Linked DNA regions of Lactuca sativa: region 1 is linked to region 2. A link is a contact called in public Hi-C data. All regions are on one chromosome and are shown on one strand. Each heading gives the region's core, a stretch centred on a gene start, on an enhancer-like site or on the middle of the called end of the contact. The rest is flanking DNA. Distances are from core to core; before and after follow the strand shown.

What was found. A called contact is a pair of places that touch in the nucleus more often than the background predicts.
Region 1: a contact with region 2 is called in a Hi-C map of leaf, with 4 times the contacts expected there. The contact joins the promoter of LOC111895295 here to the promoter of LOC111895290 in region 2. A contact is called at or near these places in 2 of 4 Hi-C or Micro-C datasets (both in leaf).

What each region holds. Positions count from the first base shown.
Region 1 is chr9:97,419,905-97,427,637 of Lsat_Salinas_v11, forward strand. It overlaps LOC111895295 (nuclear transcription factor Y subunit B-1), which reads left to right and starts at 6,085. Exons shown (of 6, transcript XM_052767264.1): 1 at 6,085-6,278; 2 at 6,399-6,638; 3 at 6,830-7,103; 4 at 7,216-7,311; 5 at 7,397-7,461; 6 at 7,567-7,733. The coding sequence starts at 6,418. The coding sequence ends at 6,986.
Region 2 is chr9:97,019,688-97,027,097 of Lsat_Salinas_v11, forward strand. It overlaps LOC111895290 (glutathione S-transferase T3-like), which reads right to left and starts at 4,291. Exons shown (of 2, transcript XM_023891381.2): 1 at 4,083-4,291; 2 at 3,065-3,998. The coding sequence starts at 4,291. The coding sequence ends at 3,065. It overlaps LOC111895297 (ABC transporter G family member 6), which reads right to left and starts at 689. Exons shown (of 1, transcript XM_023891389.3): 1 at 1-689. The coding sequence starts at 608.

The DNA of each region.
Region 1 (7,733 bases), core at 4,835-7,334, 400 kb after region 2:
TCATAACCCGAATTAGGAAACAATTCAAAACATGGTGTTTGGTGGTTGTCGAGGCCAACAAAATAAATAACCCTAAATCTTTTACACTAAATTAGTGTATAATGGTAAATGGATCGTATCCACAGAGATTGGTTCGATTTATATCTCTATGAAAATCACTTGTCCAAATACTTGTAAAACAAAAATAAAAGTAAAATGGGGGGGGGGGTGTTCAAATCTGTTTGATTGTTTGAGAGAATTAAAACTATGCTAGAATGTTGAGATGGCAAATAAACAAGTAGATGATTTGATTTAAAATCAATGAAGGAGATTTGGTTGATTTTGGAATACACCAAATGGATATCTTACTTGACTTATCATTAGACTAAATGGGTACAACACTTGTGATTTAATTTAACTTGGCTATAGCAATTCATAAGCACAAATCAACTCAACTCTTCTTTGTTATTAAAATGGTTAGAGGAGCTCAAAAAACATTTCCTTAATTAAAGTCACAAAACCAATTAAGAATATAATCTTGTGAATATCAATTAGCATTAAGTTTTAAGAGTCACCAAGTCCAAACGATAATCAAATGCTTGCATTATCATTATGGAGGAAACATTTCCAAGGTTTAAATGAAATGAAAACAAACATATAAACCATTTGTTGCTTACTAATTTAAGGGTCCATTACTTAACCAAGAAATTAGTCAACAAAATAAGCATTCATTCATCCAAGCTCATGATCAAAGACAAATAAACACAAGAAGATGTTTGACTAGAAATCATTTCCATAAATTTCAAACACAAGATAATATGAAGTCTTCAAAGCAACTAATCATCCATGGGTCAAACCCTAATCAACCAAACATAAATCTAGCCAAGCATGGCCAAAATGAAAGATATACAAAGTGGTTTAGAGGTACCAAACATTGTTTAAGATGCAAAGATGAAAGAAAAATGCTCCAAGCTTCCAAATATGCAAGGCCTTCTAGAGAGCAAAAAATATTGTGTTCTTCTTGATTTCTCACTCCTTCTTGCTTCAAAACTCCAGTAAAAGTGGTAAAAAATCGGATCCAAAAGTTGCCCAAAAGTATTCCACCAACTTTCCCTAAATAGAGGCAAAAGGCTAAAATCCAGATTCTTCACAGCACGATCCACACAGACCATTTGTAAATCCTTACAGACCGTGTGGATGCTGCAGAGTGAGCCATTTGGCCCATTTGATTGGCCTTCTAGTTTTCTCCTTTATTTCTTGGTCCAACCCACATGCAAAGGTTCTTGATAGCCCAAATATGCCTTGTAAACTCTTCCAAGATGGTCCATTGGTTCCTTGATCTTCCATAGCTCAAATTCTCTTCACCTCATCATCTTCTTTATCCAAAAATTAAGTCCAACTTGCTCTCTTGATCATGTTGACAACAAGCCCAATCGCACCACTTCAAGTCCACAAGAAAACCGCAAGCCTCCAAAGGTCTTGTACTCCTTCCATACCTCCATGTCGAATAGTCTTTGGTAATTCCTGCAATTAAGCTCAAAAGACTAGAAAGTACCCGATAAAGTTGAAAAATATCAAAAAGGGAAAATATGCATAGATATTGACTCAAATGAGATGGAATGAACTAAAAATAAACTAGGAAAAGAAGTAATAAAATGAAGTTATCAGCGTTACACCGGTAGTTTTTTATTGAGACTCTTAGGTCTCAGATCGTTAGTTTTTATTGGCATATTTGGGTGTTAGTGCATTGTGGGAGTCGGGAGACTCAGTAACCAGCTGGTTTGGATCATGTGGGTAGTTAAAGGTTGTTGGGAGTAATAGTTGCGCATCAGAAGTCTCTTGCAGAGTGTTCACATTATGAATCCTATTTGCTTGCGGGCTGTTTATCAGGAGTTTGGTTACCAATGTTGGGTATCGGTTATGGAATCTCGAGTCATGATATTCATTGTGAATGTATCGAGTGATCTTTTAGGTTGAGGTACACCTGAGCTAATAATGGATTTGGATGCAACATGAGAATTCTTGGATTGACCATCCTTATTCTCGTGGGATCAGCAAGTTGGTGATGACTTGTCAGTAAGTCAAGTATGTATTTAAGGTTGTTGGGCACAATCTTTGGATTGGGATTGGATGAAATTCACGATTGATATATTTTGAGTATTCCTTCTGCATGGTTGAGTGGTGTTCCTAGTCAAGGACTAGGGGAGGGTACGACGAATGAATGACCAGCAGTCCAAGGGAATAATTTCTAGGGTTTAAATTGATGGATTCCTATTTTCGGTAAATTTCCTACTTTGAGTCCTTATCGCTATGATTTGAGGTCTTTTAGTTGGGAAGAATAAGGTATTTGTTATAGTTCTCAAGTAGAGCAGTTGGGTTTCTTTCTTTGGCTGAGGGCAAAGTGTTAAGGTTCATTCTTTATGAGGTATAAGGGATTTCTGCTATTATGGAGTTTGGATGGTAGGTTTGGGAGGCAGTCATCAATATAGGAAGAATCTTCAATCTTAAACAGAATTCAGGAAGTTTGGGCAGGATCGACTAGCATAGTAAAGGAAGTAGTAATAAATGATTTCAAGGACAAAATCTAATTTAAGTGGGGGAGAGTTGTAACATCTTGTTTCGATCAGTTTCTTATTTCGGGATTGTGGACAATAAATGGATCAATTAAAAGCCTCGGGATTCAATGAAATAAGGTTTAGACACTATTGGATGTTGATAATATTGGTTATGTGATCCAAGCCCTTGGTTTGTGTTTTGGAGTCAAAGGGTAAAACGGGACAAGTGATGTTTCAGACTTCTTTTATGAATTAATGGTTTTTGTTCGATGTGTTTTTAAGTCAAAATTAATTAGATATGGTTGTGTAGACTTTCAAGACCTTTATGTGGGTATAAAGAACGCCGAAATTGGAGTTGGAACGAAGAAGTTATGGTTGTTTGGAGTATAAATGAAAAGCATGACTTTATCCAGTACGTAGGGCATACACCGTGTAGTATGTTGGGCGTATTGACTACAAAAGATACGAGATCACTCTAGTATGCTAGGCATACTTATAGGTGCGTTGTGCGTAAGCTGGCAGGAGAAAACCCCTAATTTTTAGGGTATGGAACCTATTTAAGCATCATTAACTCTTGGAACCCTCTCTATATTCAACCTCCATCCCTCCTCACGCTGTAATCTCGAAACTCTAGCCTTTTCTCTCTTATTTTGAGTCTTGGCATTATTTATGAGCTTATTTCTCCATTAAAATGTGGGATCTTGAAGAACAAGGTGGTGGCAAGGTGTATGGATGAAGGATTCAAGAATAGATCTAGCATGATTACATCATTTCTGGACCTTTGTGAGTAAAAAGCTTCAAAGTTGCTCATTAGTTTCATATATCTTATTAATTTTCATATTTGTCACTTTTTGGTCACTTTAGTGCATAAAGTTTAGATCTTGAAAGTTTGTGACCTTGTTATGGATAAAGTTGGAAACTTTATCCATCTAAACATCATATTGATTCAGATCTGAAGGTTGGAGACTTGGACTTAATGGATTAAGTCGAGAAAGATGCGTTTTTGGTCCCTTTGAGACTTAGAGAATAGATCCCGGTTGTTTGGACCATCCTAATGGATAAAGTTTTCCAACTATGGAGCTATTAGGAACCATAAAAAACATGATCTTGGTCCTTCTATCCTTTCCATGCAAAAGTTATGAATCTAAAGCTTTGGTTTGGACACCATTAAGCCATGTAAAGCCATAGAGTCATAAACTTTATAACTTAACACATCCCTTAGAGGTTAAATCTGAGTTCAAACGTTTTGGTCTTAACCATTAAGTGCTTAAAGTGGGATTTGGTTACCTAGGGAGTACATATGCGTACACTCAGCATAATACATGTTTTCCAGATATCATACTGTGACGAGTTGTACATTAGGCATTAGTGTGTAGACGTAGGGGTGTACGATTCTGGTACACGAGGGGTACTTATGAAACTCTCTTTTTGGGCCTTGGGTCATTTGGGAGTTGGGCCATGAGTTGTTGGGTTAGATATGGGAAGGGTAAAATGGTCTTTTATCTGTTTAAAGGATAGAATATGAATTGGACTTTGGGTTTTGGAAATTTCCTTAATTATTGATTAGGGATAATTTGGTTGGGTTCAGTGTAAGGAGCCTGGTAGCAGCAATGCATGTGATTTGGTTATCTTTAGTTTGAGGTGAGTCTCCTCACTATGTTTAGCAGGTCGAAGGCACCAATGTCGGCCCACAAATTATTGTTACTGGAATGCTAGATGTTTGTGTGACTCTTGCATGTATTGTATGTGTTTGTATGTATGTCGGGCGGGGGCCCGATGCCAGGTGGGTCCTAATGAGTGTGTTGGGTGGGGGCCATCACATGTTGCTGACAGATCTATACCGGGATGGGCCTGATGTCGGGTGGGGTCCGATGGATGATGGATTTCGGACAGGGCCCGATGTATGTATATATGTATGGTATGTGGTATTTTGGGGAACTCACTATGCTTTGTGCTTACAGTTTTTATGCTTATGGTTTCAAGTACTTCCAATTTGAGAGGGAATAACCCGGCTTGATCGCAACGCATCCACCCATGTTTCTACACTTTATGATTTTGGGAATCATACTCTGATACTTATTTTACTTTGACGTACTTCTAATTGGTTGACAAGAATAAATTATGTTTTGTGTTGAATTAAAATTGAAATTTTTAGCTTATAATTTTCGGGACGTTACATGAGCAGTGAGAGACGAAGTAGGATGCGTCTATAAGAGATCGGCGTTGGAGGTATGGCTACGACTTCATATTTGTTTGGAGGGATAAAGAGTGATTGGAGATGATGGAGGAAACATGTGTGTGTGTATTGGACTCGATTAAAATTTAGAAATGTTGAATGTGAATCGCGCCTGATACCCCTTTCAATGTGAATGAGATTTTGATTCTGGTAACCACTCTCATAAATCCTTGAAAAACAACCAAATGAGCGCTAGTACCTCTGATCAACCAAAACTGTTCGTTCCTCCAAAATTCTTCTAACTCAATCCCTAAACCTAGAAATGATATGAAATATATAGACGAAATCAATTTTTCAAAAATCGATTGTTCTTGAAAACCCATTACCTATAAGTTTTTTTTAGATTCAGAAATCGATTTCAATTCTAGAAACAAACCCAAAAATTTGATTGTTCTTGAAGAGCAAACCCGAAAAATCAATTGTTCACTAGGTTAAGTAAGGATATATGGGGGATTAGGGTGGAGAAGATGGAGGTGATTGGCGGCGGATGGTGGTGGCAGTGAACGATGATGGATGGCGGAGATGGAGGTGGAGGTGTTCTTGAGATTGTGTGTATATGTTTTTGATCGTGTTATGTGTGTGTTTAGAAAAGAGTTAGAAAGAAGATGATTTTAGTAATAGAGAGAGGGGAGGATGGTGAGCTTTTTTTGTTTTTAATTAATTAAAAATATTAATATAAATATAAAAAAAATTAAAAAAAAAAACAAATAAAAAGGATATAATCATCATTTCAAGCTGATAGTGACCAAAATCACTAAAAAAATCCAAAATTGAACCATTTATGCATCATCAAAACTTACGACCGTTTTTTGCAATTTTGAACCGTAATCCAAAATTAAACCATTTGTTTAACATCTCGCTCCCGAGTTGAAGCAAAGAAAAGAAGAGAATATAAAAGAAAGTAAGGAGAGAAAAGAAGAGAAAAGAAAAGAAAACAAATTTGTTTTTTTTTTTTTTTTTTGCTTCCGAGTTTGAGAGAAATAAAAGGAAAGTTAAACATTTTATTATTTTTTTTCAAATCCTCCCAAATCTGAAGGAAAGTTAAGAGGGAAAGTGATCCTTCTATTTCCTTCCACATCCTTCCTTTAATGAAACTCAGGAGCATCAATCTCTCTTACTTTCCTCTCATTTCCGTCCATTTCCTTTCTTTTCTTTCGTTAAGTTGAACTCGGCCGGTGTTAAAGATTATATATAATCAAAATCAAAATGCCCACGACAAGTTATTAAGTTCCAGAAACGACAGCGTTTAAGTTGTCTATATTTTCTTGAAAAGGAAAAACATATTAAATGAATTTGTCCGTAGCTAAAAACAACGAACGGTGCAGATAAAACGCAGCCATTAAACCTCAAAAAATCTCCCTCAACTCAAGCTCTCAGATCTCTAACAATCCATCACAAACTCAAATTCATCTCTCTTCTCCAACGTCCGATCTGCTGAATCAAATTCCTCTCTCGTTGCGCGCCAAATACGACCATCTCCCCCTCTCTCCAGCTTTCTCTCTCTAAAGGTATGTGAAAAAAAAAACTACTACACCAAAATTGGTCTACGAAAAGTAAACCCTAAAAGCTTATAAGTTTAACTTTCTTTGAATTTCGTTTTTTTGGTATGTTTACTGATGGGTCATTAGGGTTTCTGTCGGGGATAGGATGGCGGATGCTCCTGGGAGTCCGGCCGGTGGGAGTCAAAGCGGCGGAGACCGGAGTCCTCAGTCAAATTACAATATCAGAGAGCAAGACAGATTCCTCCCAATTGCTAACATAAGCCGTATTATGAAAAAGGCGTTGCCTACCAACGGGAAGATCGCTAAAGACGCTAAAGATACAGTTCAAGAATGCGTTTCCGAGTTTATCAGTTTCATCACTAGCGAGTATGTATACACAATTTTAACACAAATTCACTCAGATACTATGAAATGTTGAGTTCTGAATCTGTATGCACACTCATGAAACTAGCTATAAGATTATATAAGAATTTTAGATTTTTAATTGTCATGGAATACTGATAATGATCTGAGAAGCCATTGATTTATAACAATCGTCTTATTGAACCTTTACATAGGGCTAGTGACAAGTGTCAGAAAGAGAAGAGGAAGACGATCAATGGTGATGACTTGTTGTGGGCGATGGCTACATTAGGTTTTGAAGATTACATTGATCCACTCAAAGCTTACCTATTTAGGTACAGAGAGGTAATGGATTTTTCATTGCCTTTTTAGTAACACATGATCTTTTTCTTGTTCAATTTCTCAAATACTTTGTCTAACTTATAATTTCTTTTTGTTTCCTTTTTTCTATTGGACGCTTATGTTGGGAAATGATTCATGCAGTTAGAGGTGGGTGATCCTTCTTTGACACCAAATTATTAATCAATTTCTTTCAATGTTAATTTAAGTACAAAGTTTCACTTTTTTTATTTATTGTAACACTTTTTTATGTTTTTTTTAGGGTGATGCTAAGGTATGTGCTAGTGCTAGTGCTAGGGGTGGTGATGGATCCAGTAAGAAAGATACGGTTGAATCTCAGCTTGCTCCAAATGCACAGGTAAGCTATATGCAAAAAATAGCAATGTTTTTTGACTATTTTTATTGATTTATTTATTATAACATTGTTGGAAATGAATTTGCAGTTTACTCATCAAGGTTCTTTTACACAAGGAATGAACTTTGTGAATTCACAAGTCTGAACTTTCAGGTTCTCCCTCTCTCTCTCTCTCTCACACACACACACACATATATATATACATACATATGTATATATACATACATGAATAACCATTTTATGTCATGCTTGTTGCAGACAAAGAGGCATCATGTTGTTGTTCAAGCATATCATGTTTACTGATTCAGTTATTTTATGATATTTGTGGGGTCAGTAAACGAAGTTTAACGTGATTTGTACTTTTTTTATAATATCGTATAGTGTTTCATATACCAGAGTTAAATATATATATATATGTATAAAAA
Region 2 (7,410 bases), core at 3,041-5,540:
TCTTCGACTGTTAACATCGGAAAAAGGAGATCATCTTGCATTACATAAGCAGAAATCACTTTCAGTAATCTGGATTCCAATTGTTCGCCGTTTAAAGTCACCGTTCCTTTCAAACTACCTTTAGCAATTCGATTCGCTAAAGCGTCAATCAAAGTCGATTTCCCGGAGCCACTCGCACCGAGCACCGCCAGTATCTCGCCGTCTCTCGCTTGACCGGAGATATCATTCAACAACACCTTACTCCTCGAAAACAACCGCTCTCCTCCAACCGCCTCCATCGACGTCGCCGGAGCACCACCACCACCTAACCTCGTAGTACTCCCTCCAAATACAGCCGGAAGAGCTATCTTACTACGAACCTTCACACTATACGTTAAATTATTAAACGATAAAACAAACGGCAACGACCGAGGCTCGTTGCTGGTTTCACTCATCTCCAAAACGCGATGCGCCGGCGTTTCATCGCCGCTTCCCTCCTTCCTAATATCGCCGACGTACTTCAAAAGCTCCCCGAGAGTCGGAGAAGGCGCTGCATTCGCTGCCGCCTCTCGTCGTCGATCATAAAACGCCGTGGTATCTTTCATATTGTCCGCCATTATCCTTGACATTGGAGACCCGGCAAGGTGGTAGTTGTAGGGAAGGTGAGAAGTTATGGGAGGTGTGAAGAAGTTGAAGACGGAGGGGAGTATATATATAGCTGGCGTATGTGTGAGAGAGAAGAATTTGTGTTCAGATATCTTTCTTGTAGAAATGCATGGGGGATGACGAGTGAGAGAAGTGTGTGTGATTATGGTGCTTGTGCGTGAGAGAGATTACGTAAATTATCATTGTGTAAAATATGATCCTCATTTACCAAAGTACAGATTATATTCATTATTTCTATAGCTATAATTTAAAAATATTTATTGATTTGAATATATAAGTGGGGGAAAATGAAAAATGTGAAAGTGTTGATGATTAATAGCGAGTAATTAACTCCTTAAAATTTAGCAAAAGTGGTATTATTTATAAGTACACGTAATAAAAGAATAATGATTTACAAATTAATGCACTGTCACATTCTTATTTATATAGTGTTATATAGTATATAAATTACGCTTTAGATAATGCATTTTATGTGACCTTCTCACATGTTTTATGTTTTATGATATGCATTAAAAATGTTTGTTACAACTTACTACTCCATTCGGCAATATATATATATATATATATATATATATATATATATATATATATATATATATATATATATATATATATATATATATATATATATATATATATATAATATTGTTTTAGAATTGTTAACTCAATTCTCTTTTTTGAAATTATATGGTTGTGTGTGGCAAAAATTAGCTGGTAATAAGTAACGAGTATCAAGTAGCTGGTAGCTGATAACATTTTGTTAAACGTTGCGTGACATAATATTTACATTTGAAGCGTTTTTTTTTTTTTTTTTTTTTAAATTAAACACTAAAATTTTATAGTGTCAAACAAAGTTTTTTGTTTAAAATTGGAACGTTTTGTCAAAAAGCTAGAAAACTAAAAGCTTTCAAACGTTCCGTGTCAAACAATAACACGCCCTATGTCTTCGTCTCAAACTAAAGGTAATGTAAAGCATAGTTTTAGGAAACATATTAATACTTTAAAAACACATGTGTATACGTTTGTTTATTTCCGTCAATACAATAGAGTGTTGCGAAAAATTAAATAAATGTGACTGAGATTGATTTCACCATTTCCAACCCTTTTGCTTTTCTCAATTAAACTTATCTCTATCATTATTATGGATAATTATTAGAGTAAAGTATATTATTATTTTTGAAAACTGCCTTTGAATTGTTGGATTAAGAAGTTAATTATTATAAGATTTTTTTTAACCGACAATATAATATATAATCTACTCCTAAACTAACACTTAAATCCACCTACATCTACTTTGCAATACCCACATCGAACTAATATCATAAGATCCTAATAATAATAATTTAAAACTACTAATAATAATTTAAAACATAAAAAATATATTTTTTTATCTGTTAACAAATCAAAATGAATTTTCTATAATTCATATCCGATTCAATTAACCAATCTAATAAAAATATTAAACATTTAAAAATTAATTAAATGAATGATAATAATCTAAATCTTACCTAAATTTATTCCAGTAATATTTGAATTGTTTTACATACAAGGGATAATTTAAGATAAATCATGATTTTAACCCTTTGGTTTAAACTTTATAAAAATATTTGTATATGTGAGTGTGTGTTTTGTGGTGTTTGTGTGAGAAGAAAGGGTGAGTGTGGTGACTTACGTTGCCTAATATGATGTATAGACGTCAGTGATTATCTGAGAGGGGTGCAGATTAAAACAAGGGGGACACGTGGCCTGTGTTGATTGACGGTGACGCAAGCAACGAGAGGTTAAGGAAACGGATGTTTCCAGATTAGGTAAGGATGGTAATCTACAGTTTCTTTTAGACTTGCAAGCAACTTACAAAGGAAAACTCAATTTAATCAAACTAAAAATAACATGTTATGTAATCAGATCATAACAAAACCTGTATTTAATTATTATTATTTTTTTTTTTATAAAAATAACTAATTTACAAATTCAATCCTGTTTGTAGTTGGGCTTTTTGGTTTAGATACACAAATGAGCCTTTTTGAAAATTTTGTCCTTATATCATGGTTTCTAGCACTTTGGTCCTTATATCAATGGTTCTAAGGCCATCCGTTATACCCACCACATACCACATATGTGGTGGGTGCCACATCATCACCACATTCCACTATCACATACATGGGATACTTACCACTAAACACACCACTCCACCTCATTTTTTTATTTAAATTTAATTCAAAAATACATTAAAAACATTTTTTAATACTATTTTTCCATTAAATTAAAATACCAAATTACATTAAATAAAAACTAAATTAATTGAAATTAAAAAATAAAATAAAAATAACAATCAAAATAAAAATTACATTAGTTAATTTAAAAAAAATTAAAAAAAAACATTAAAAAAACTAAAAATTCCAACTATACATAAAATAAACTACCCCCTACGCCTGCGTCGGGCTCGAACCGACTCTTTCATTGCTAGAAAAAGTTTCAAGTCTTCGCCCTCAAGGTCGTCCGCTTTCATTTTCAAGATTTCCATATCGGTTTTTGTTTGGAGTGTCTCTTGTGCCTCTTGAAATGATGTTTGTGCTTCGATCATTTTTTGTTCCATCCGAGTCATCACCTCGGCCTTCGTTTCCTGAAGCTGCACATATCGATCAAATTTATCGTCGAACATATCCATAACACTAGAATTCGAAGATGTTGACGCCGCTTTTTTTGCTTTATTTCTTCCAACGGGCCGAGGAAGAGGTTGGTCGGTTTCAAGATCTATTGGATCGTCGTTGATGTCGATATGTGTTCGGCCGTCCGATTGTTGAGAAGCTCCATCGGGGTTTCTTGAACGCTTTGAACCGGAAGATTGGGAACTTCCTTCCGTTTGCTCTTTCCATTTTGGGGAGTCTTTCAATTTTAGCCACGGCTTCATATACGGAAAAGCTTTGCGTGTAGGCGTTGTTTTTTCATATTGGTCCATGGCCGCCTTGAAAACATCAAAATCGTTCGAGCCGCTTTTGCGTATGTTTAGGAGATTGTTGTAGATTCCTCCAAAATCGGTGCATTTTAATCGAATATCTCGCCATTTCGACGTAATTTGATCGGCATTTCGAGCTTGACTTTTCATTAACTCGTAAAAAATGGCTCGGACTTTTTCCCAAAAACTTCCGTACGTCTGGCTATCTCCTACAATTGGATCTTCGGAAGCCGCCACCCATGCCTCCGCTAACTTTTCTTCTTCTTCTTTTGTCCATGGGACCCTTTCTTGGTTGGTAGTGGGTCGGGCCGGTTTTTTTCCTTTTTTCTTTTTTGGTTGAGGTGGTGGTGAAGGTTGCGTTTCCGGAACAAAATCCGGCGAAAGTGGTGGTTGTGAGCTTGGTGGTTGTTGTTGTTGTGACGATTGTTGTTGTAGTTGTTGTAGTTGTTGGAATTGTTGAAATTGTTGGTATTGTTGTTGCATTTGTTGTTGTTGGAAAGCCGGAAAAGGTTGATATTGTTGTTGGAAAAGTGGTGTTTGTTGGATAGGGGAACCACTTTGAAGTAGATTGATAAAACCGCCTTGAGGTGACTCCATCGTCGGGAATTGTCGAGGTGTTGTGTCTAACGCAAAAGCATCATCGAGTTTGCGATTTCGGTAGTTTGGAAGGGTATTTTGGTTGGGATCCATGATTTTTGGTTGTGAAGATGTAGTGTGTAGTTTGTGTATAGAGAAAGAAAAGAATGGTGTAAAAAATAAGGAGTAAAAGTATGGTATTTATAGGTAAATAAATTATTTATTTATTTATTTATTTTTATTAATCTAGCCGTTTAACAACGGCTATACAACGGATACAAGAAACGGTCGAATAGCTGCGCATCGTATCATTGGTCGTTTGCATTCGTTGTCCGGGCCACGGAGGGCCACGACCACGAGCCACCACGAACCACCGGGGTGGTGTGCACGGCCGTGGTTCGTGGCCAAGTAGACCACAGACGCGTTCGTGCAATGTACACCGGATGGTCTAAAAGGTGTACATGGTGCGTCCCAACTCCCAAGGAGGGTTGGTCCTGAGGATTCAAATGCCTAGAACGAGCCGGAAAAAAAAGTCCTCATGCCTTAACGTGTAAAAATCATTACTCATTAACTATAATAATAATCTAATAATCGTGGAGATTAACCTTGATATATTAACTATAATATAGTGAATGTGAGTCGTAAACATGGAGATTAACCTTGATCAACATGATTTAGTCTTTTTGACAGAAACAAAACAATTAGGCAGTAAACAAATGAGAGTTAAAAAAGAACCGGTAACAAAAAAACTTTTGGAAAATTGACTTGTTGACCAAGTCTATCAAATGTAACCAATAGAACAGGTGCAAGTCCTTGTTCACCAAGGAGAATCGTAAACAGGGAATGAAAAGAAACTAGGGAAAGAAGAGATAAAAACTTGTTGACTAAACTTTATTTCTTATTAAACGTAAACCATAATACAAACTTAAGGACTTAAAACTTAAATTAACATCAAATTAGGGGAATATATATATATATATATATATATATATATATATATATATATATATATATATATATATATATATACTAATTATAAAAGAAACATAGTAAAATACCGGAACTGGAAAACATAATCCTAAACATATACCAAAACTAAAATATGACAATCTTTTGGAAAATACTCTGGGACCAAAATTGTCCCCGTTTCAAGATTATCCCAACAGCGAATTAGTGATAAACTTTAAAACTGATAATGATTCATTCAACATGACAACATTCATTCAACATTGAAGATTTCAAGTAAAACTATGATAAAAATGAATTTCATAAAACTGATAATGATAAACTGTAAAACTAATTCATAATCGTTTACCTAATTAGTATTAGATTAGCAGGAGTGGTTGTTGTTGAGTTGATGTTGTTTTCGTTGTAGTTGAAGTGTGATCGATTGGTCTCTGTGAGGCCTTAGACGTTGTCTTCTCCTTCTACTGTGATGTTGCCTTGTGTCTTCTCCCATATATGACGGAATACCAATTTTGGACTATTTTGCATTGACTTTGGACCAAAATTTTGAGTTTAGTATTAAAAAAAATTGGGCTCTTAAAAAATGGGTCTGTGTATGTGCCGACATTACACACCCTCATCTATGGCCCTGGTGCCAAGACATGCCATGGTATGAGGCATGTGTAGTTGTCAAAATGTCATGGTGGGTTCATTAAGCATGACGTTCAAATAACGTGTCAAGACTCGCCTTATCGCGTCATGGCACGGGTTTTTTCTAAGGCGCATGGTTTTTTTTTTCCTGATCGAGCATAAAACAATTTGAGTTTTGTTAACTTTTTCATTTTAAGTGTTGATATAACACTTCTAAAAGTTTAATATGTTTGATATAATTCTGTAATTATGTGATTTATCTTTTTTAATGTATATAAACTTGTCACACTTTAAAACACATCATGGTTCGTCAAGGGTCATGGCGTGAGGCTTGACATTGCCATCATGTCATTTAAAGTCTTACGTCTACTGCTAACTTTAACAACCATGATGTTGAATTCATAAAAAAAGACTAATATAGTGTTTGGGCAACACCCAATCCAGTATGAGTTATGTTTTGTATGTAAGATTAAAAGAGTTAGGTTTTGGTGTTTTGGCCCAGTCTGCAGTGTGGTGATTGGCTTACCATAACATGGTAATGCCTCGTCACCACTGTTAGGGTTTTTATGCATCAAGTACACTATAAACTACGTAACGGAACAATCAAAACTGTGATATACCTAAGTGCACATGCAACCTATGGATCTATGGTATCATACTAATTACATCTACCCTAGAAATCAAAAATACAAAGGAAGAATCACATACCTATTTTGCAGCTAAAGACCTTCTTTCTTGAGCTCCTGTGCGTGCCACCTTGTTTGGATGTAAAGGACCCAAACCAAAATCCCTCTCTTGGTTCACACCCAATGAACTCAAAAGATTAGAATAAAAAATAATTAGGAGGGGACAAACTACAGGAGAGTTCGTCCACAAGGAGGGAGAAAGAAGTGGTGAAAATTCAAGCAAAGAATGAGCAAGGAATAATGAATCCCTAAGGCCTTATTTATAGCCTTGGACCTCTTCTATGGTTTTATCCCCAAGCCCATGTGGGATGGATAATTCAAGAACGAAATTCCCTTTATCCTAAGGGAATTTTCATCCACCACCCTTCTTTCTAGAGTTCTGGAATATTCCTGATTAATCAACTATTGAATAATTGATATTCAACCCTTCTATTAATTAAATTGTTAATTAATTCCCAATTTGTTTTTCCAATTAGTTTTAATTGTTTATTAAACCATAATAATTAATAAACTAATTCATCCTTTATTTATTCTACTTAATTTGAGTCTTCAGGGAAACCCAAGAGAACCCTGCATTTTTAGAAATATTACTAATAGTTAATGACCTTGGACACACTTTCCAACAGTCTCCTACTTGGATAATTCATCAACTATATATGGTCCAATACTTCTCTAATAATCAACAGAGAGAATGTTATCCAATGCATCTGCTAAACTCTGATCTAATCAGCTTCAGCCCTCAGATAAGAGATCAGTTATCCTTCATTCTCATGATATCTGTATGAATTTGAGACATGGATAATGGTTAATCTCAGGGTTCAAGGTTATGTTTCCCAATGGAGACTTGTGAAGATGGAATCCAAACACTAAATTGAATGCATCATTTTCAATCAGGACCCGACCAGGTATTCATGATGTCAGCACCAAATCATCGCAAAGCCCATAGATATT